2 separate regions of the Macaca fascicularis genome follow, and region 1 is linked to region 2. A link is a contact called in public Hi-C data. All regions are on one chromosome and are shown on one strand. Each heading gives the region's core, a stretch centred on a gene start, on an enhancer-like site or on the middle of the called end of the contact. The rest is flanking DNA. Distances are from core to core; before and after follow the strand shown. Region 1 has its middle 110 kb from the start of PTPN1. Region 2 holds the start of CEBPB (CCAAT enhancer binding protein beta).

Region 1 (2,700 bases), core at 87-2,586, 210 kb after region 2:
CCAGTGCACCCACTTTGCTCTGTGTGATGTGGGCTAACGGGAGGGGTCACCAGCAGGTCCTGGCGTGCGGGGGTGGGGAATGGGAGGACTAGGTGCAGCCCCCTCCCCCACGGCCCTGCTTGGGAAAGGTCAGAGATGTTTATAAACAGCATGGGGTGACATGACATAATTTCGCATAAAGGGTTACCAGGCAGGGCATGAACACAGGCGGCCTCCCCTGATGTTTCCGTGCCGCGGTCTCCTGGCGTCAAGAAAGCGGGATGCTGCTAGCACTGTGGTCTCCCCGCAGCCTTCAGAGCCATGGCCCAGCCCACCGGAGCCAGGCTTAAAAATAACGCTCCCAGCACAGTCTCCTGGGGGACAGCCAGCATGGGGGCTGGACAGGGAAGGAACGAGCTCTGCTGGAGCGCCCACTGGATGCCAGGCACGTCAGAGGCATGAGCTCATGGAGCCGCACACGGGCCTTGGGAGGGAGGGACTGTCATCCAGATGGGGAAACTGAGGCTCGGGGAGTGGTGCCACTGGCTCAATGTTTCCCAGTAAGCGGCAATGCTGCCATGCCAATCCATGAGATGAGTGACAAGAAGGCAGGCTCTGTGTCATGCTGCTGTTCCTGAGTCCCTGGAACAGCGTTTGGCCTTAGCAAGCCTCAGGAGGCAGCTCCCATGGAACTTGTCCAGGATCGAAACCCGCTCTCCCACCACATCTTGTCTCCAGCAAGGGCAGCCCCATCCTTCCAGATGCTCAGGGCGGATACCAAGGCATCATCCCCAACTCCTGTCTTTCCCTCACCCCACACCCCGTGCTTGCTGCTCCATCTAGACGCAGCCACCCCTCCCTGCCCTGGCCCAGCCCCACCTCCCTCACCTGGCCCCTGCGGGAGCCTCCTTCCTGGTCTCCTGCTTCCACCCTCATCCTAACAGTCTTGCCTCCATCAGTGTCCAAGGTAACACACTAGACTCATATTGTCTGTCACCTGAACGTATTAGGATGGAACAGTGAACAGAACGCACATGTCCCCATCAGCGTGGAGCGGACATTATGGAATGGGGGAGGAAGGGGTATCAGCCTTCATAGGTAAATTAAATAGATCATATTTCCAATGGCAGTGAGTGCTAAGGAGAAAAATAAGCTAGGGAAGGAGGAGGGGAGCATCAGAGGAACAAATCTAAATAGGGGGCAGGGGGCAGGGCAGGAAAGGTCTCACTGAGCAAATATTTGAGTACAGCTTGAAAGAGATGAGGGATTGGGCAATGGGGATTTCCAGACAAAGGGCATTCCTGATAGAGGAAACAACAGGTGCAAAGGCCTGAGGCTGGACCATGCCTGGCATGAGCGAGGATGGCAGAGAAGAGGCCAGTGTGGCTGCAACAGAATGAGTGAGGGGCAGCATGGCAGGAAGTGAGCTCAGAGAGGTAAAGGGCAGCGCCCATAGAACCTTGCACGTCGAAGGAAGGACTTAGCTTTCCTCTGGGGTAGGTGAGAGCCATGGAGGGCTCTGAACAGAAGAGGGCACAGTCTGACTTCGTTTCTGAAAGAATCCCTCCAACTGGGTGTAGAGGATGGGCTGTCAGGAGCCAGGGGAAGGGGACAATCAGGGTGCCTGCACTGGCTCAAGCAGAAGAGAATGGTGAACAGGCCCAAGGGGTGGCTGTGGAGGTGGAGGCAGGGAGAACAGATCTCGGATTCCAGATCTGTTCTAAGGTGGAGCTGACAGGGCATGCTGCTGGACTAGATGCGATCAATAGAAATCAAGAAGCCAAGGATGTTTGTGTTTCTGTTAACACAGGAACAGAAAACCAAACACCGCATGTTCTCACTTATAAGTGGGAGCTGAATGATGAGAACACATGGACACAGGGACGGGAACAACACTGGGGCCTGTTGTGGGGGTGGGGAGGGAGAGCATCATGATAAATAGCGAATGCTTGCCGGGCTTAATACATAGGGGATGGGTTGATAGGTGCAGCAAACCACGATGGCACACATTTACCTATGTGACAAACCTGCATGACCTGCATATGTACCCCGGAACTTAAAATAAAATCTAAAAATAAAAGCCAAGGATGGCTCCAAGTTTCCAGATAGAGCAGCCAGAAGGATGGAGCTTCTGGCTTACAGAGATGCCCAAACACCATGCTGGGCTCTGGGAAGGATGGGAGTGAGGCGGCCCTTCCCCGGGGGGCACACAGGTCCTGTGTGAGGGTCATCCCAAATACAGTGGGCCTTGCTTTATGAAATTCCCTGCTGATTCACATCAGGATTCTTCTCCAGCTCCTCCTTCCCATCCCTGTCCCTGAGTCCCTTGTAAATTGTGCAGGAGCCACCAGGTCCCTCCTCCCCTGCAATTCCGGAAGAGCAACAAATGCTCCTATAGCCCCTATCATGTGCCTGGCAGGATCCTAGCCCTTTACTTAAACTTTGTGAACCCATCTGATCATCACAGCAATTCCAGGAGCTGGGACTCTTATTACACTTATTTCATAAATGGAGAAAAAAGGTCCAGAGAGGTTAAGTCACCTGTCCAGGATCACACAGCTAGCAAGTGGTAGAGCAGGATACGATCCCAGGCAGTCAGGCCTAGGCCTCATGCTCTTAACCACTACACTTACTATCTTATGTTTGACCATGAGGAGTCAAACTGGGTTTGAGAGATTGGGTGAGGGGAGAGGGCTTCAGCCACTGCTTCCACATAATAGA
Region 2 (2,837 bases), core at 318-2,817:
TTGAGCAATGTCTGCCTGCCCACTGAGGCCAGGGCTGGGGTCAGTGGGCCAGGGGTCAGCCCCGGGCAGGCTGAGAGCTCCTGCCGGGGCGGCCTGGGCTAGGAGTGGCAGAGAGGTGGGCCCAGGGAGCTGCCCCAATGGCCTAGGAATGGGTCCGGAAGGGCAAAGCAAAGGGCCCTCTAACCTGAGCCTAGGGAGCAGAGGCGGGCCGGTAGTTAGAGGGCCTTGGGTCTGTGTTCAAGTCCAGGCAGGCCGTTGTCACTTTCCCATCTGTGAAACGGCAGCAGCAAAAGCATCTTCCTGGTGGGGTGAAAAAGAACCTCGGGGTCCAGGCCCACCCTGAGCACAGGGCAGGGACTTGGTAAAAACTTCTCTTTCTCTTTCCTTCTCTGTTTCCTGCATGCCACCCCCCTCCCGTGAGGCCTGGCTTAAGCCCCTCCCCAGCAGCTTCAGAAACAGAAGCTTTTTGGCCTCTGGGGCTGGCAATAGGTCTTAGGGCCCAGATGAGGGCATTTCGTTTGGGATGAATGGGGGACATGCGGCCATGTGACCTTGGTATGCCATGCCATGCTCCCTCTGGGCCTCCACTGGCACAATCCATGGGGGTCCCTTTCTCTCTGATGTGCAGCCCACAACGTAAGCCTTAGGTTTGGGAGTCTGGTGGGAGCAATGCCACCACCGCTGACAGTAGCGACACCCTTCATGGACTGCAGCTGGGAGAAGTGACTCATCCAAGGTCACACAGTGTGGCAGGGCCCAGCACCCCTCCGCCCCTGCACCATCCCAGGGCCCAGGTCGGATGGCGCGGCGCGGGGCAAGAGAAGACCCGGGTGTGTACAAGCCGCAAGCAGGCGGCAGGTGCGGTGGGCGGGGCTAGGGGCGGGACACCGTGGACCAGGGTCCAGCCCCCAGCGCAGCGCGATCCTGCTCCGTCCCCCCGACCCCCGGGGTCCTCATATTGGCGGTGGCTTAAGAGGGGAATCGTCACAGGCGTGGAGTCTACTCCTTTCTAGAGCCGGGGACCTGGGGAAGAGGTGGGAGTTTAGGGGGAAGGGCTACGGAGATGGGTCGCTTCTCCTGGAGCTAGAGTTGCGGGCTGGGGTCTCCAGGGTTCCGCCCGGGGAGCGGCCCCTGGTCCGCCGTCGGGGCTCTGCTCGGTCCTCCTGAAACCTCCGCCTCCTCCAGCAGGGGGCGGGCCGGGGCCGCATCTCCGGGGGAAGGCGATCAGGTCGCCCCCTCCTCCGATTCCCCCGCCTTCCAGGACAGCCTCCAGCCCAGAGGGGCGGTCTGGGGGCGGGGTCGCACCGCCCCCTCTCGCTCCCAATCCCGGGGCGGCCGGGCGGGGGTGGGCAGGGGGCGTGAGGTCGCCCCCTGCGGCCCGGGGACCCCCCCCGAAAACGCGCTCCGGGTGCCCGGTCCTCCGCTGCGCCCTGCCGCCGTCCTCCTGGGGGTCTCGGGCGGCCGCGGCCGTGTCCTTCGCGTCCCGGCGGCGCGGCGGGAGGGGCCGGTGTGACGCAGCGGTTGCTACGGGCCGCCCTTATAAATAACCGGGCTCAGGAGAAACTTTAGCGAGTCAGAGCCGCGCACGGGACTGGGAAGGGGACCCACCCGAGGGTTCAGCCACCAGCCCCCGCACTAATAGCGGCCACCCCGGCAGCGGCGGCAGCAGCAGCGACGCAGCGGCGACAGCTCAGAGCAGGGAGGCCGCGCCACCTGCGGGCCGGCCGGAGCGGGCAGCCCCAGGCCCCCTCCCCGGGCACCCGCGTTCATGCAACGCCTGGTGGCCTGGGACCCAGCATGTCTCCCCCTGCCGCCGCCGCCTGCCTTTAAATCCATGGAAGTGGCCAACTTCTACTACGAGGCGGACTGCTTGGCTGCTGCGTACGGCGGCAAGGCGGCCCCCGCGGCGCCCCCCGCGGCCAGACCCGGGCCGCGCCCCCCAGCCGGCGAGCTGGGCAGCATCGGCGACCACGAGCGCGCCATCGACTTCAGCCCGTACCTGGAGCCGCTGGGCGCGCCGCAGGCCCCGGCGCCCGCCACGGCCACGGACACCTTCGAGGCGGCTCCGCCCGCGCCCGCCCCCGCGCCCGCCTCCTCCGGGCAGCACCACGACTTCCTCTCCGACCTCTTCTCCGACGACTACGGGGGCAAGAACTGCAAGAAGCCGGCCGAGTACGGCTACGTGAGCCTGGGGCGCCTGGGGGCCGCCAAGGGCGCGCTGCACCCCGGCTGCTTCGCGCCCCTGCACCCGCCACCCCCGCCGCCGCCGCCGCCCGCCGAGCTCAAGGCGGAGCCGGGCTTCGAGCCCGCGGACTGCAAGCGGAAGGAGGAGGCCGGGGCGCCGGGCGGCGGCGCAGGCATGGCGGCGGGCTTCCCGTACGCGCTGCGCGCTTACCTCGGCTACCAGGCGGTGCCGAGCGGCAGCAGCGGGAGCCTCTCCACGTCCTCGTCGTCCAGCCCGCCCGGCACGCCGAGCCCCGCCGACGCCAAGGCGCCCCCGGCCGCCTGCTACGCGGGGGCCGCGCCGCCGCCCTCGCAGGTCAAGAGCAAGGCCAAGAAGACAGTGGACAAGCACAGCGACGAGTACAAGATCCGGCGCGAGCGCAACAACATCGCCGTGCGCAAGAGCCGCGACAAGGCCAAGATGCGCAACCTGGAGACGCAGCACAAGGTCCTGGAGCTCACGGCCGAGAACGAGCGGCTGCAGAAGAAGGTGGAGCAGCTGTCGCGCGAGCTCAGCACCCTGCGGAACTTGTTCAAGCAGCTGCCCGAGCCCCTGCTCGCCTCCTCCGGCCACTGCTAGCGCGGCCCCCGCGCGCGTCCCCCTGCCGGCCGGG

Evidence for each region. Hi-C and Micro-C count contacts between places; a contact is called where the count stands out from the background.
Region 1: a Hi-C map of liver shows a contact between it and region 2, with 2.8 times the contacts expected there. The contact joins the enhancer-like site here to the promoter of CEBPB in region 2. A contact is called at or near these places in 2 of 2 Hi-C or Micro-C datasets (liver and skeletal muscle).

Annotation. Positions count from the first base shown.
Region 1 is chr10:106,497,110-106,499,809 of T2T-MFA8v1.1, forward strand. No RefSeq gene overlaps it. Among named protein-coding and RNA genes, the nearest start is that of PTPN1, 110 kb to the right of the region's middle. Within about 2 kb of position 1,337, at least 1 of the 6 cell types and tissues checked has an H3K27ac peak or open chromatin away from gene starts, as enhancers often do. A contact at or near this core is called in liver, where this site is marked.
Region 2 is chr10:106,282,973-106,285,809 of T2T-MFA8v1.1, forward strand. CEBPB (CCAAT enhancer binding protein beta) reads left to right here and starts at 1,568. Exons shown (of 1, transcript XM_015429963.3): 1 at 1,568-2,837. The coding sequence starts at 1,769. The coding sequence ends at 2,803. LOC141407938 (a long non-coding RNA gene) reads right to left here and starts at 396. Exons shown (of 4, transcript XR_012419543.1): 1 at 185-396.